Regions from separate parts of the Mus musculus genome. Here regions 1, 3, 4 and 5 are each linked to region 2. Evidence: chromatin contacts called from public HiCAR-type and promoter capture Hi-C data. All regions are on one chromosome and are shown on one strand. The core of a region is the stretch at or near the end of the contact, and the rest is flanking DNA. Distances in the headings are between cores, read along the strand shown. Region 1 holds the start of Zbtb38 (zinc finger and BTB domain containing 38). Region 2 holds the start of Faim (Fas apoptotic inhibitory molecule). Region 3 holds the start of Msl2 (MSL complex subunit 2). Region 4 holds the start of Pccb (propionyl Coenzyme A carboxylase, beta polypeptide). Region 5 holds the start of Pxylp1 (2-phosphoxylose phosphatase 1).

Region 1 (2,768 bases), core at 227-2,726, 2.3 Mb before region 2:
ACTCAGGACTAGTGTCTAGGATTCAGGACTAGTGTCTAGGATTCAGGACTAGTGTCTAGGATTCAGGACGAGTGTCTAGGATTCAGGATTTCAGCCACAAAAGTCATTGCCGTTAGTATATGTGAGGTGCCTTTAGGACATCGGGAACTCCACCAAGTGCTCTCAGCGGATGGGTAAATCTCCGTAACACCCCTCAGCTGTAGGGAACAGTTCCCCATTTTACAGCTGCAAACAGTGCCGTGAACCTGTTTCTGGAGGTCACCCTGGGTGAGTGTCGGGATTCAAACCCAGGTTAACATCAGCACAAACCCAGTCTGATTTGGGTGCAAAATCCCCACCACAGAACGCTAAATTGGAGTCTTAAAGGCTTTTTTGACAGTGACCCATTTTATTACAAATGATGTTATATAAGCCAAAGGCTTCATTAAACTATGCTTATCTGTACTGTGTGCAACGGTTACTTTTTCTAGTCTTTTCGCACTATATATTCTAATCTTTTCAAAATTTTCAGCAATGACCCATCAAAGGAATTCTAATGCGTGTTTGGTCCTGGAAAAACACTGGTAGAAGGCCTATCATCCTAGCAGTCAGTCAACCGCTGCAAGTGGCAAGTTCGAAACCAGCTTGGGCTAACCTATTAACCATTCTAGGCTCCTTAACCAGACCCTGTCACAAAACACAAACTCTGCTCTTTGATCTTAGCTACTGTAAGACGCTATAAGTTTCTCTGAAACCACAACAAAACGAGTCTTTCCAGCCACGCGAACCAGAGCAAGCACTTGAGCTTCCCAATTAGGTGAATGCCCTTTAACCTTTCAAATATGCATACGCAACATAAACGGTTATCATTTAGAACCGATCATTACAAGGGTTTTCCAATCAGGCCCAATATCCAGAATGGGAACCAGGCACTTACCCACCGCAAAGCAGGAGTTATAAAGTGGAAGCGCAGACAGATTAAAATCTCAGGTTATTTATCAGCTAACCTGCAAAGAGGTGTCTAAAGGCTGACTGTTGAATTGTCCCAACGGACAGACGGCTGCAGCAAGCAGGAGCAGGAGGCCAAGGCTGCAACCCCTGGAGGCAGGGCCCTGCCTTTGAACATCCGGTTCAATTCCAGGGGCTTGGTGTCGCACTAGGATCTCATCGCGAACGGGTAGGGTCAGGAAGCAGCCCGGGTTTGCGCTTCACCGGAGGGGAGGCGCGACAGTCCCGAGCCCCAGGTGCGCGTCACTCCCCGCTGCCCCCCTGCAGCCGAGCCTGGTGGGGCGGGACGCGGGCACCTGCGGACGCTGGCTGCTCCGTAGGCTCCGCTCCGCTCCGCGTCCGCTGCAGCCCGGCGCGAGCGCTGCCCACCGGCTCCCGCCTCCCCACCTCCACGCCCCGGAGTCGCGCGGACCCCGCGCACTTACGGGGCTCCGCTCCGCCGCCCGCGCGCTTCCCGCGGGGTCCATGGCGCTTCCGGACCTGCGAGTCCGGCCGCAGCGCCGCCCAGAAAATGGACGCCGGCGGCTGGGCCCGGACGCCCCGGTCTGCCCCTGGTGCAGTGCAGGCCGGACGGTCGCTCGACCTCGGGCGCCGACGCGCAGGGCTTCCGGGACGCTGCAGGCCGCGAGGCTCCCGCACCCCCCGGCGCCACTGCGGCAGAGCCAGGCTCGCACAGATGCTGCGCAGCCACCGAGCAGGCCCCGGGCACCCTATGCAGTTTTAACCCGCACCAAATTCTGAGAACAGGGTGTCACCTGTGCTTTCTCATGGCTGTCAGGGGACGCCTGGATTATTTCCCACCATGGTATAAGAACTGTTTCATGCAATGAAAAAAATAAAAGCCACCGACTGCCCGCTGACATCCTTCCCACACAGATTCGCAGTGTGGCACCTACTGCCCCACGCACACCTAAGTGCAGGTGTTTGTTTTGAACCATCCAGCATTGAGTCTTTAGTATTTTTTGTTTGTTTTTAGTTTTTGATTTTGTGTGTGTGTGTGTGTGTGTGTGTGTGTGTGTGTGTCCTTTGGAAAACGACTCGCTCCCTGGCAAAACCTTAAGGTTTTGAAAAAGGGTATTTTCCTGGAATACAGTACTTGCCATTTATGCACCCCAGTTCCTTGACCAAACATTAAGAATATGATCATTTTGGTGAGCTGAGTAGATTTTTAATACTATATGCAAAGTAAAGCCCCATAAACGATGCAGGAAGAATGGTGTCACTTAAAAAAATGCAGAGTTGTGAAGGCTGACAGGTTGGGCAACGTGCATACACATGTAACGAGCAGTTCCCGACCTTCTCGATGCCAAACACCCTTTTATTCTCTCGCTCCATAGGCCAGTGTTCACAGATTAACTCCACTAAACTGCATGTATTAAGTAATGATTCATCTTCCCCTTAAAAAAAAAGGGAGCTTGAATGTTTTTGTCTACATAACTGCCAATGAGAACTTCCACAAGACCTGATCTAACTTGTTGGCAATGGTAGATACCAGCCTTAAAAAACAAAACTGAAGAAACTCGTGGTCTAATTGCCTGTTTGTGTTTCCATTGAGGCTTTTAGAAACTCTGAAGATGATTTTAAAATTCGGGAAAACTGGTGCACAAAGACTGGGAAGTCTGTAAGCTGTATGGCTGTGGCTGATTCCCTGGGACCGGTGGGAGGTAGCGGGCAAGGTTGGTTGGCCTTCTGGATTCAGCAGGCCTGTGTTGACAGCCTAGGTTTGTTGCTATGTACGGCCACTTCTCTGACCTTCAGCTTTGGTACCTAACATGCAATAT
Region 2 (2,700 bases), core at 77-2,576:
CTCAGTGCTAGAAATCAGAAAAGGTCTTTTTAAATTGACCATTTATATTCCCTGTCCTTCTAATATCCTACTTGAACATTTCACCAATAATTGAAAAACACCATTTGGCATTTTAAAAATCTATTCATAGAAACTCTTTTATGTAAGGGGTACAATGTGTCTGCCATCTGTTTTGTCCAGTTCTCTCCCATTTGTCTATTCTTTTCTTTAAAAAAAATTTATTGCCATGACAGTCAGAAATTTCAGAATATTAAGTAGACCAGTGTTCTTTAATGTTGCAGATACCGTGCCTGAAACTTCTGCTTCATTAAATTTTACTACTTTAGTTTTTTGAAACAAGGCTTAGTTATAAAGCTTAGGGTAGCCTGGAACTTGCAATCCTCCTGTTTCAACCTCCTGAGGGCTGGGTAGATAGGCATGGTGATCCAAGCACTGGGGAGACTGAGGCAGGAGGGTCTGGAATCCAAGTGTGAGGCTCTTATGAATTACGTAGTGAGATTCTCTTAAATATCAACTAAACAGGCACAAACACTCCCAAATTAAATCTTTATCAGACTTAAAAAAAATCTCTCATTGGTTCGTTCCCTTTATATAAATGAAACTGTAGATTCTATCCGACATTACTTACTTACCTGTTTGTCTGAGACTTTACAATAGCATTAGGGACAATTCAGTGGTTGTGTGTTTGTACATATGTATTATATACACTAAAAATAATTTACATAACCCACGACCTCACCCAGGATAACTAAACGCCCTATTATATTATTGAACTCTATACTCTTTCCCTAAGGTTTGTCTGTCAGTAAGTGAAATTCAAACATCTCACTAAAGGAAGAAGTATATATAAAATAGGGAGACAAGGCGAGCAAAAACCTCTGGGCTAGGTGTAAGGCTCGGCAGCCAAACGACCCCTGTGGTCGTACAGAGGGTTTCAAAGGCTGGACTCTTCCACCTAAAATGACCGTTCTTATAGCAGAGAATGGAAGGCCGGCAGGGCAGTGGGAACAAAGGGTCTCAGCGGACGAGTTGCCTCTCCCGGAGGTGCGGGTTATCCGGAAGGCTACAAAAGCTGCTGTCAGACCTGCACAACAAACAAGAAAGTGACACCCACAGGGCCTAGGGGCAGCAGCGGCGCAGCAGGGCGCACCGCAGAGCGCTCAACTGTGCACAAGGGCGCAGAGCGGCGCACAGCAGGAGCAGGATTGGCCCCAAAGCGGAGGGTAGGCGGGGCCTATGGAGGCGGACACCGGGAATTGGTTTTCGCGCGGAGCGTGGGCGGAGCCTCTGAAAAGGGCTCTCGCACTCGCGCAGGCGCAGTAGGGCAGTGGGCGGGGTCTCGTTGAGCCCGGAAGGCAGTAGGAGGCTGGGCGCCCGGCATGCGGGTGCTGGAGCCCGGTGGGCGCGGCCGCGAGAGCTGCTGACTACGTCGTGGGATCGGGAGCCGGTGGCGGCGCGCGGAGCAGGTGAGCGCGGGAGACGGTGCTGGCAGCTTCGGCGGGCGCTTCCAGCTCGGCCTGGCCGAGCGGGCTCCGAGATGCGTGGTGCCCAGGCCTCGGTCGGCAGACAGCAAGCCGCAGTGTGGGCTCAGGGCAAGAGGCCCCGGAAAGAAGGGGTGTGGGGCGGCCACCCGAAGCTGCGGACCCTCCGGTGCCTCGGCGCAGTATTCGTGGCGCGGTCCGGAGTTCTCGGGCTTCGGACGTGTCCGAGTCTCGGTGCCGCTCCTGACTGCGTCCCAGGCGGCCCTTGGCCCAAATACCCCGGAGAGGTACCTACAAGTACCTACCTACACGTACCTCCAGGGGTTGTAGGAGGCCGAGCTAACCTCGCTCGGTGGTCGGGAGCTCTTGAGAGCAGCTCACTGCAGCATCCTTGCTGGCTGTGGCTACTTCCTTCGTGGAGGTTGGCTTTAGGGACAGATTTATTCCTGAATCGCTCTAGTGTTGCAATAAGCTCAACTCGAGTTGCTTAATGAAGGAGCCTGTTATCTTACAGCGGGCAGAGTGGGATTCTATAGTCTCTTCCTAGAATTCTGTTGTTTTTCTCATGCAAAGGCTGACTTGGAGACCTGTCTCAGGTATAGAATGAATTGGTTCAATGAAACCCAGCGAAATTACGCTGTACTCAAGGTGGAAGATGGTGGGACAGGTAACTTGAGTTGTTTTGCTGTTTAACCATCTAACGTTGCATTCAATCTGTCACCTGTAACAGCGAGTAAACACAAGTCTGAAAATTTGAAAATTGCCTTGTACTGCAACCAATGCTCATGTAAATGTCATTGTGGGCGGTGTTAGTGTCTGGTGACGTCATCATAATTAGATTAGATAAGCACCGTTTCTGAAATACCGAATGGATTTTGGAAATACAGTATATAGTAAAATCATCGTTAGTGATCTGGGGGTTGTTATTCCATATAAGGTTTTCTGCTAAAAGCAGACCTGTGCAGGTCATGGTGAGGCTTAGGACAGAGTGGTGGGGTCAGAACACAGGTGTGAAACAAGTGGTAATATGAAGGTATAATAACAAGGTATAATATGAATTATATTGATCACAACCAAAGTAAATTAAGAAAAAACCCTGTTGGGCCAAGAGAGCAACTCCAATGAGCTTTGAAAGTACTGAACTTGAAGTGTGTAAGATCACAAGCCACAAGACTGTTGGAACTTCCGGTCAAACACACAAACAAAAAAACAAACTTGT
Region 3 (2,700 bases), core at 37-2,536, 2.1 Mb after region 2:
ACGGCCCGCCACGCGCTAGGTTCCGGGAGGAGGCCGGCGAGGCCGGGGCTGGGCTGCCATCCTCCCACTGGGGTCAACTCCGGTCCCCGAACACCCTCCCCCCACCTCCGCCCCACGGCGCGACGCGGGCAGCCCACGCGAGGGGAGACCGTGCCCGCTACCCCAATTCACCACAACCCACACGCCTGGGAGACCGGATTGGAGAGCACGTGGGGGAGGGGCGGAGAGCGCGTCCGGCTCGAAACCGAGCATGCTCCGTGCACGGAACCGTAAGTGGCGAGCCAGACATGCGCAGTGAGCTCGGGGTGTGCTGGCGGCGGGGCAGGGCGGGGCTGGCGTGAGCGGGCTAATGTGTTTATCCGGTTTTCTGGGTGGGCGGTCAAAGCGCACGCGTAAGGGCGAAAGGCGGTAGGGTCGGGGTGGGTGTGTTGGGGGGGTTTGTGCATGCGCAGTGAAGCCGGCAGCGCGGGGAGGGTGTGGAGGGGGCTTTTAGAGGAGAAGCAGGGGAAAAGGGAAGCGGAGGGAGAGGAAGGGCGGGGGGTGGGGGTGGGGAGGGGGGGTGAGAGCGCGCTGTGCGCATGCGTACAAGGGCTAGCGACGACGGCGGCGGGGGAGGCTCGGGGATGACAGTGTCTTTGCCCGTTGGGGTAACGGTCGTCGTTACCGGCCGGGCCTGAGGCGCCGCACCATCTACTGCGGCCGGAGTAGCCCCGGCCCAACGGAGCTAGAGCGGCGCGAGAAGAAGCGTGAGGGCGGCCAGGCGCGAGGGAGGGGCCTGCAGCGGGCCTGGTCGTGCGCGCTGGGTGGCGGCGGCGGCGGCCTGGCGGGGTGAGCTCGCTTAAACCGCGGCTGGGCAGGCAGGCGGCGGCGGCGGCGGCGGCGGCGGCGGCGCAGCACCGTGGCAGTCGCGCTTGGAGGAGTCGTCCGTGCCGTGCCGAAAAGATGGCCGGGCTGTGAGGGGGCGGCGCTTGCGCTGGTGACCCCAAGTGTGCGGCTGAGAAGCGGAGGGGCGCCGCCGTCGCCGCCTGCCTGCCTGCCTGCCTGCCTGCCTGCCGGGCCTGCTCCCCGCCCCCTCCCGCCGCCGGGCCCCGCGCGCACTTCCTCCCGGGCCTCCCTTTCGGGCGGGGGCCTCCCTCCCGCCCGCCTGCCGCGCCAGGCGCAGCGTGGGCCCCGCGTCCGGCATGGCGAGAACGGCAGCGGCGCGCTCCCGCCGCAGTAGCAGCAGCAGCAGTAGCAGCCACAGCAGCAACAGCAACCTCCGCCGCCGCGGCTGCTGGCACTAGACCCGGGAATCCGACGCCTGCGCCGTAGTCCCCACCGTCCCGCTGCCTCCGCGACGTCGCTGCGATGGAGTAAGGGCCCCGCCGTCGGAAGAGAAACGTGTGGACCGCTTGGACCCCACCGGGCCCGCTCCCGTGCGCGCCAGCTCCACCCGGAGGTGCCTCCGCGGCCGGACATGCTGCTCGAGCGCAGGCCGCCCGCCGAGCCGCGGGGCTAGAGCGAACCCGGAGCCCGTCCGGAGCACCCAGCCGCGGCCGTGTCGGACGAACTCGATCGCTGATTTCGCTTGTCTCTCTTTGGTCTGCAAGTCTCAGGGACAGAGGAGGGGCGCCGAGGCCCCCATGTGTGGGAGGATTGCTTCAGCTTCACAAACTTGCACGGATTTTGGTTGCTGCTTTGGCCAGGGGTTCTGCTCAGATTTCTTCCGAATTGTTTTAAATTCGCCATTGTTCCCTGGCTGCTTACAAACTTGGATCCGGAATTTCTTTTCAACCGGGAGCCATTGGTGTCGAAGTGTCTGCAATGAACCCGGTGAATGCTACTGCTCTCTACATTTCCGCGAGCCGCCTAGTGCTCAACTACGACCCCGGAGACCCCAAGGCGTTTACAGAGATTAACAGGCTCTTGCCTTACTTCCGACAGTCCCTCTCGTGCTGTGTTTGCGGTGAGACGCTTCTTTATTGTTCCCCTTTCCCTGCTTGTTTTCTAAAGTTCCTTTGGCAGTAGTAACGTGAACGGTTGGCCGGCCGGTAGTTCGTCTTAAGGGGTGGTACTGTGCAGTAGTACACGGTCGTTAGTTTTGAAAGTCGCCCAGGGACTTTTGCCCGGCGTTTCAGAAAGGCCGAGAGCCTTTTTCAGCCACCTTTGTACGGAGGCTTTAACGTTCAAAATGGTTTTATTTCGCTTTGACACATCTTTCTGGTGTTTTATTTTTTTAAAATACATTTTAAAAAATTCTTCGACGGCTTCACACGTATAGCGGTGATGTCTTAAATGGGGTTGAAATGCCAGCGGCATGCTGCCTTCTTTTTAAAACCTCTGCTGCGGGAACTGATTGAATACCATTGTCATTAAATGTGGTCAAACATTGTTAAGAAATATGCACTGCACTCGTGTTTTGCAGAGGGTGGATGGTATAATCTTGATGCACCTCCAGCCAGAGACCTCAGTGCCCCAGGTTCTACAACAGATGGTTTGAAGGTTAGCACTGACCTAATGAAGCTGATGGTACTTTTTAGTTGGTGAGATCTTTTTACAGACTAGATTTTCTGTAGTTTTAATGTCAGGTGGCCTGGCAGAGTCGCATTGTTTATTTACTTGCTTATTTAAGACAGGTTCCTACTATGTAGCTTAGGCGGACTTCGAACTAGTGGTCTTAGTGTCTCAGTCTCTTGAATGCCGGTATTTCAGGCATGCACA
Region 4 (2,700 bases), core at 192-2,691, 2.0 Mb after region 2:
TTAGCCTCCCAACTAAATAAACTCTGACAGCAGAAAACCTGCTCTGAAGGCCTTAATGTAAGAGCATCAGGATCTTGCCTGGGGTGCAATAGGCAACTGAGCAAGGGTGTCCCAAGAGAAAGGTTACCAGAGCAGTGACAGGCTTTCCCAGGGAACTTAATAGCCCTTCAGAGGGACCCCAAGGGAGAGAGGGCTTATGGCTCACCATAAACCTTACAACCACATTTACATCCCTAAGTGTCAAGAGGAATAAATAGTTTTCCTTGAGCATTTTTCTTTTTTCAAACCTAACTCAGGACATCTGAATCAACATTTGACCCAGATTTTCACACACTTGGGTAAGACTTGCATGCCCTTCACAGGAGCCCTTCCCTTAGGGAACCTTCATGTTAACTTATCCAGCTCTTCTGCCTGGACTCACTCAGTTGTCAAGGACACACTGGGCAAGTCTGGCTTCAAGTCTAGGGTCACCTCTTCCAGCTTCTGTTGTTTTTTGTTTTTCTGCTGCTAAATGACCTCCCCAGAAGAAGCTCAAATGTGATTCCCGCCTCAGCTGCTCTCAGCAGAGTAGCCTGAGAGTTTATAGAAAGTCCACCTGCTTCCTATGCAGCAGATCGATACATGAACCTCTCAAGAGGCCAACCAGACTTCCTCGGTCACAGGCGTCACAAATCCCCAGCACGCAGGGAGACAACACACCAGGTTAATGTGAACATAACCAAGTTTTTTCTAATACTTCGTGCCTGGGTTTTACTGCTTCCTTCCCCGAGAAGAGGGAAGGGAAAAAAAAAAAAAAAAAAAAAACTGTCATAAACACTTTCAGGCAGCGGGAGAACAATCCCGTCTTTTAAATTCAGAGCCTGTGGCCGATTAACGTGGCAATCTTATTCAAACAAGACCTGGAAGACATTATTCTGTTTACGGTGCTTTCTAAAGACCACCTTTCCCAAAAGTTCAAAGCTGCTAAGTGGAGCGCAGCTGGAGACCGGTCACATCCATCCATCCATCCGACGACCAATGCCCACCACCACCGCCTGGGGACCTCCCTAAGTGGTGCAGATGTCTACTGACACCCGAGGGGGCTCTAGGTTCTCCAGGTGGACGTTCTCGCCGCGCCCCTCCCAGGCGCAGCGCCTATTGGCTGGGAGGCTCGTGCGCCGCGAGCCCGGCGCGCTGTGATAGGGCGGGAGCGGAGGGGGCGGGACGCACTGGCGCCCGTGACTCACTCGCTTGTGCTGCGCGTCGATGCGGCGCTGGCCTCCTCCCAGCAACGCTGCATGGCGCTTGTTGTCGATGCGCTCTTTAACTGAAACCGGCTGGCTGCAAAGGCCGCGGGTCGTGATGCCGAGGCCGCAATTCAGAACGCTGAGCCTCGCTCCAGCCGCCACCGCCCGAATCCTAATCGCCGCCGCCATTTTTTTTTTTTTTTTTTTTTGACTGCCAGCGTGACACACACTGCACCTCAGGACGCATGCGCAGAGAGCGTAGACATTGCGAGTCTGCGCCTGCGCGTCGTCGCTGGCCCTAAAGCTGGTAGCAGTCACAGGCTTGCATTCAGGCTCAAGGCGGTCCTGTTCTAGGAAATACCTGCCTCTCAGCTCTGTGCCCGTGTAGCCACACAGAACAAGGACTTCATTCCTCGTTCTGCGTTAGCCATCTAAACTCCAGGCTTCGTCGACCCTCTTCCCCCCAAAAATGAATAGATAATGAGCTCTGACCAACTTTTACCAAATGCTGTGCCAGGTTTTGCTCTTAAAACTTAGCCTTGAAATAATTTATATCCAGATTTCAGAGATGGGATACACAGGAACAGAAGTAGGTTTGTATGGCGTCAAGACTGAAATGTTTTGTGAGCTACGTATTGAGCTCCAGAGAGGGTCTCTTAAAGGGGAGAGGAGCTGGGAAGCTACTTGGCTCAGTGCTAAGTTAAAGCCTTTGCCAGCCTGAGTATGAGGACCAAAATTGGGGTCCCCAAACTCAGTACTCAGCCAGAGTAATGAGTGTCTGTACAGAGAGGTTGCCTAGGTGAGATAGCTGACAGAAATAAAAGAATCCCAGGAAGCTCACGGAACAGCCACCCTAGCATGTACAGAAGCAAATGAGACCCAATTCTCACACAAATAAGGGGACCATTGACACCCCATGTTGTCCTGTGACTTCCACATGTGCACGCCCAAACTCTGATACACACAAATTATTTGATGTTTTTTAAGTTTGTGACGAGACACAGAATGGTGAAGTAAACTTTTAGAGACCATTGTGCTAGGTCTAGGCTCCATAGGGTTTTACAGTAGGGGAGAGAGGTTGGCCTCAACCCCGAATACACCAAAGACAAGATGTATCGGGGAGGGAGCTCAATGGATAGAAAATTAATAGGGAACACAGGGCAAGGAGCAATCTGACAAACAACGTTTGCTTGGTTGAAGGCAAGCCAGGGTGCTCAGACATCATTTGGGGGACAGTGGAAGAAGAACCTTATCAAATATGGAGGGCGATCCCTCATCAAGGGTGGAAGATTCTGGCATAACTGACTTAGCAGGATTCTTGGCAAAGCTACCCTCTAGAAGAGAGGACCTGGGAGCCAAGGTCAGTTCTATTCAAGAGATGCTCAGTAGAGCCTGACCGAAGTTTGGTCAAGAAGAGAATCTTGTCAACACAGCGGCTTTGGCATTAGCTGGGAGGAAATAGGAAAAGTAAACT
Region 5 (2,700 bases), core at 16-2,515, 2.1 Mb before region 2:
ACACCTCTGAGGAGGGGGCTGGTGCCAAGCCCGACCGACAGTTCCAGAGGGTAGGCTGGGCTCATCACTGTCTAGTCCATAGTCAGGGTCCAGCCTGGGACTTGCCGCAAAGAGCAACAAATGTCCCTAAGCCATGGAACTCTCCCAGAGCCCCTCCTTGATCACTCACTCATCCCACATTTCCCTATCCACACCAGATCTGATCCAGATTCCTAACTGGTTTTTACCTGTTGAATGTTTAGGAAGCATCCTTGCCTTTCCACAAAGACACGGGCCCACCCTAGAGGGGACAGTTACGTTCCCAGAGCTGTGGTGAGAGAGTGGGGATGTGGCTCCATTTCCCCAGCATAGCTAAATCTTCCCCGATCCACAGGTACTACTGACAGCCAGTCACAGCAGCAAAGAAAACCTGCTCCATATTTGTGGGTAGCAAAGCCGGCTTCTTTTTAAGAAATCGCAACCTATCCAAGTTCACCAAGCAAAAGCAAGCAAAGAAGTAACCACACTGTCCTAAACAGAACACTGAGCAAGCATAACCTGCACGCGTGAAGTGGCCCTGGGCTGGGCCCAGGGTTCCTGCGCCGCAGGCAGCAGGTAGCTGGCGAAGCACCAGCCCCACCCCCGGGGCAGGCCCTGAAGTTGCAGCCCCTTTTTACCTGGACACTGCAGCTATGGGACAGCCGGGAGAAGGGGGACCCCGGAGCTCAGATTCCCGCTGAGTCGTTCAGCAGGAGCGCCTAGGCAGAATGGGACCCCGCTGGGGTGGCGGCGGGGACCGTAGGAGCAGAGCTGGGAGGGAGAGGCGAGCGGCAGGCAACCAGGAGGAGGTAGGCGTGGGAGGGCTTGAGGGAGAAAAGGGGGTGTGCGGGCAGGCTTCTAGGGTGCAGGGCTGAGAAAGGGGAGACGGATCGGAGGGCAGGGACCCCTCTCCAACGCGGGGAGGGTATGGGGAGAGGTGGCAACTGGGGAGCGCGTAGATAAGGGAAAGAGCTTGGTGGCAGGGCTCACACCCGCTGCTTGGAAGCCCGCCCCTGCCTCCGGATCTTGGCATCGCGGACACCTCTCCGGGGTCGCCCCCCAAGACCCTAGACACAAGCCCGCCTTGCGAGAAGCCTCACAACCGCTGGGACCCGGCGCGCACCACACTCACCGCCTACGGTCCCGGCCTCCGTCGCTGTGCGTAGGGATCTCCACCCGCAGCCAGCTCCTCCTGGCGGGAGTGCAGGCGGCGGTGGCGCGCGCAGGCCGCCAAACTCGGGGTTCCGCAGCGCCCCCTACCGGGACCGCCGGGTCCCTGCCCGGCCCGACGCGCTCAGGGCGCCCTGGAGCTCCGCCCCGCAGGCGGCCGTGCGGGACCAGCAGGCTGCGGCGACCCGCATCCCGGGCCTTGGAGGCACACATGGCCTGGAGTGTCCAAACAGTCATCCAGACAGGCTCCGGTCGCGCCGTCCGGGTCCGGGAAAGCGCGCGCACTCGGAGCGCACAGGGCCTATGCTCCTCCCTATGCCGGACTTAGGACCCGGGAGGGTGCCATGGCCCCAGGACACTGCCCTGGACCCGTCCCAGCCTTGGCTAGGGTGCTTTGTGACTGCGTGCCTAACTCCGCGCCGCGGATCTAGCTGCGGATGTGGGTCCTGCGGTGCCTCGTGGACTCAAAACTGGCATATCCTAGCCACCGTGCCACCTCCACCCAAGCGCCTGTCCCGCGCTTCTCTTCCGGCGCGGGCCACATCCGGCCTGTGTCTACTCTAGACCTGGCAGTAGTTTTGTCCCTAAAGGCCTGCAGGCATCCACCCTTGAGAGGTCGTGGCTGTGTCACGGGGGCGTTTCTGCATGACCCCAGGGCTGCCAGCCAAAGACCCGCGCAGCACTCGTTCTATAAAGCTGTGTTTGTGGGTCTTTTGTTGTTGTTGTTTCAAATGCTGTAAAAAAGGATCTCACCAACCACAATTGTGAGATTGCCTTTGTTGTCAGTTCTGGGACTACAGTGACACCCTTGTGCCTCTCTCAACTGCAAAAGAGGTGCGGTTTTGAGGGTAGCGCATCACTTGATTTTCCCTAACTCATTCGATAGTGACTAAATCAAAACACTTTATATTTTATCCATATTTTTACCTCCAATTTCTCCCCTCAAATCAGCTAGATTCTACTTCCCTAGCCTGCATTCCATTTACCCCCATGGTCCAGCCATCTGGAATGCCTTCTCTGTTCAATGCCTTGATGGCCAGCTGGCACTTGCCTGAGGACACTAGTTACTATCCCTCTCACCCAATTACCCAGGCTCAACACCACCTTCAGCCTGCTTATCCCTTCAGTACTAGCGACAGCTTTCTCCAATACGTGAGCATGAAATCTCACTCCCCGTTAAATTCCTACTTGGGCTGGCCCTCAAGGACCACCACAGTCCAGGCATCCTATCCAACACAGACTCTTCCTTCTCGCCACGGACTCTTGACAGTTCTGCTCTAATTCCAAGTTCCACTCCTTCACAAGTCACACAGGCTGCAGATGACAGACAACTCCATCCACACTAGCCCAAAGCAAAATACATACATACATACATACATACATACATACATACATACATACATACATACATCAGAAAAGGGGGTTAGGGCAGGGCTTGTCAGCTTCAGGCCTGGAACTTGACCCCAGATGCTCAGCTTTGCTTTCTCTCAAGTCTACTACCCTTTCAGGAAC

What was found. Promoter capture Hi-C pulls out the DNA fragments that hold promoters and counts their contacts. HiCAR-type assays count read pairs that join an accessible place to other places.
Region 1: a contact with region 2 is called in a promoter capture Hi-C map of liver, with 4 times the contacts expected there. The contact joins the promoter of Zbtb38 here to the promoter of Faim in region 2. A contact is called at or near these places in 2 of 39 promoter capture datasets (liver and pre-B cells).
Region 3: a promoter capture Hi-C map of liver shows a contact between it and region 2, with 3 times the contacts expected there. The contact joins the promoter of Msl2 here to the promoter of Faim in region 2. A contact is called at or near these places in 2 of 39 promoter capture datasets (liver and pre-B cells).
Region 4: a contact with region 2 is called in a promoter capture Hi-C map of liver, with 4 times the contacts expected there. The contact joins the promoter of Pccb here to the promoter of Faim in region 2. A contact is called at or near these places in 3 of 39 promoter capture datasets (erythroid cells, liver and pre-B cells).
Region 5: a contact with region 2 is called in a HiCAR-type map of astrocytes, with 4 times the contacts expected there. The contact joins the promoter of Pxylp1 here to the promoter of Faim in region 2. A contact is called at or near these places in 1 of 39 promoter capture datasets (pre-B cells) and 1 of 115 datasets of contacts at active chromatin or transcription factors (astrocytes).

Annotation. Positions count from the first base shown.
Region 1 is chr9:96,718,374-96,721,141 of GRCm38.p6, forward strand. It overlaps Zbtb38 (zinc finger and BTB domain containing 38), which reads right to left and starts at 1,477. Exons shown (of 3, transcript NM_001359959.1): 1 at 1,413-1,477.
Region 2 is chr9:98,985,047-98,987,746 of GRCm38.p6, forward strand. Faim (Fas apoptotic inhibitory molecule) reads left to right here and starts at 1,327. Exons shown (of 5, transcript NM_011810.3): 1 at 1,327-1,466.
Region 3 is chr9:101,073,476-101,076,175 of GRCm38.p6, forward strand. It overlaps Msl2 (MSL complex subunit 2), which reads left to right and starts at 1,287. Exons shown (of 2, transcript NM_001100451.2): 1 at 1,287-1,945. The coding sequence starts at 1,804.
Region 4 is chr9:101,033,443-101,036,142 of GRCm38.p6, forward strand. Pccb (propionyl Coenzyme A carboxylase, beta polypeptide) reads right to left here and starts at 1,442. Exons shown (of 15, transcript NM_025835.3): 1 at 1,227-1,442. The coding sequence starts at 1,415.
Region 5 is chr9:96,888,209-96,890,908 of GRCm38.p6, forward strand. It overlaps Pxylp1 (2-phosphoxylose phosphatase 1), which reads right to left and starts at 1,266. Exons shown (of 6, transcript NM_001289647.1): 1 at 1,151-1,266.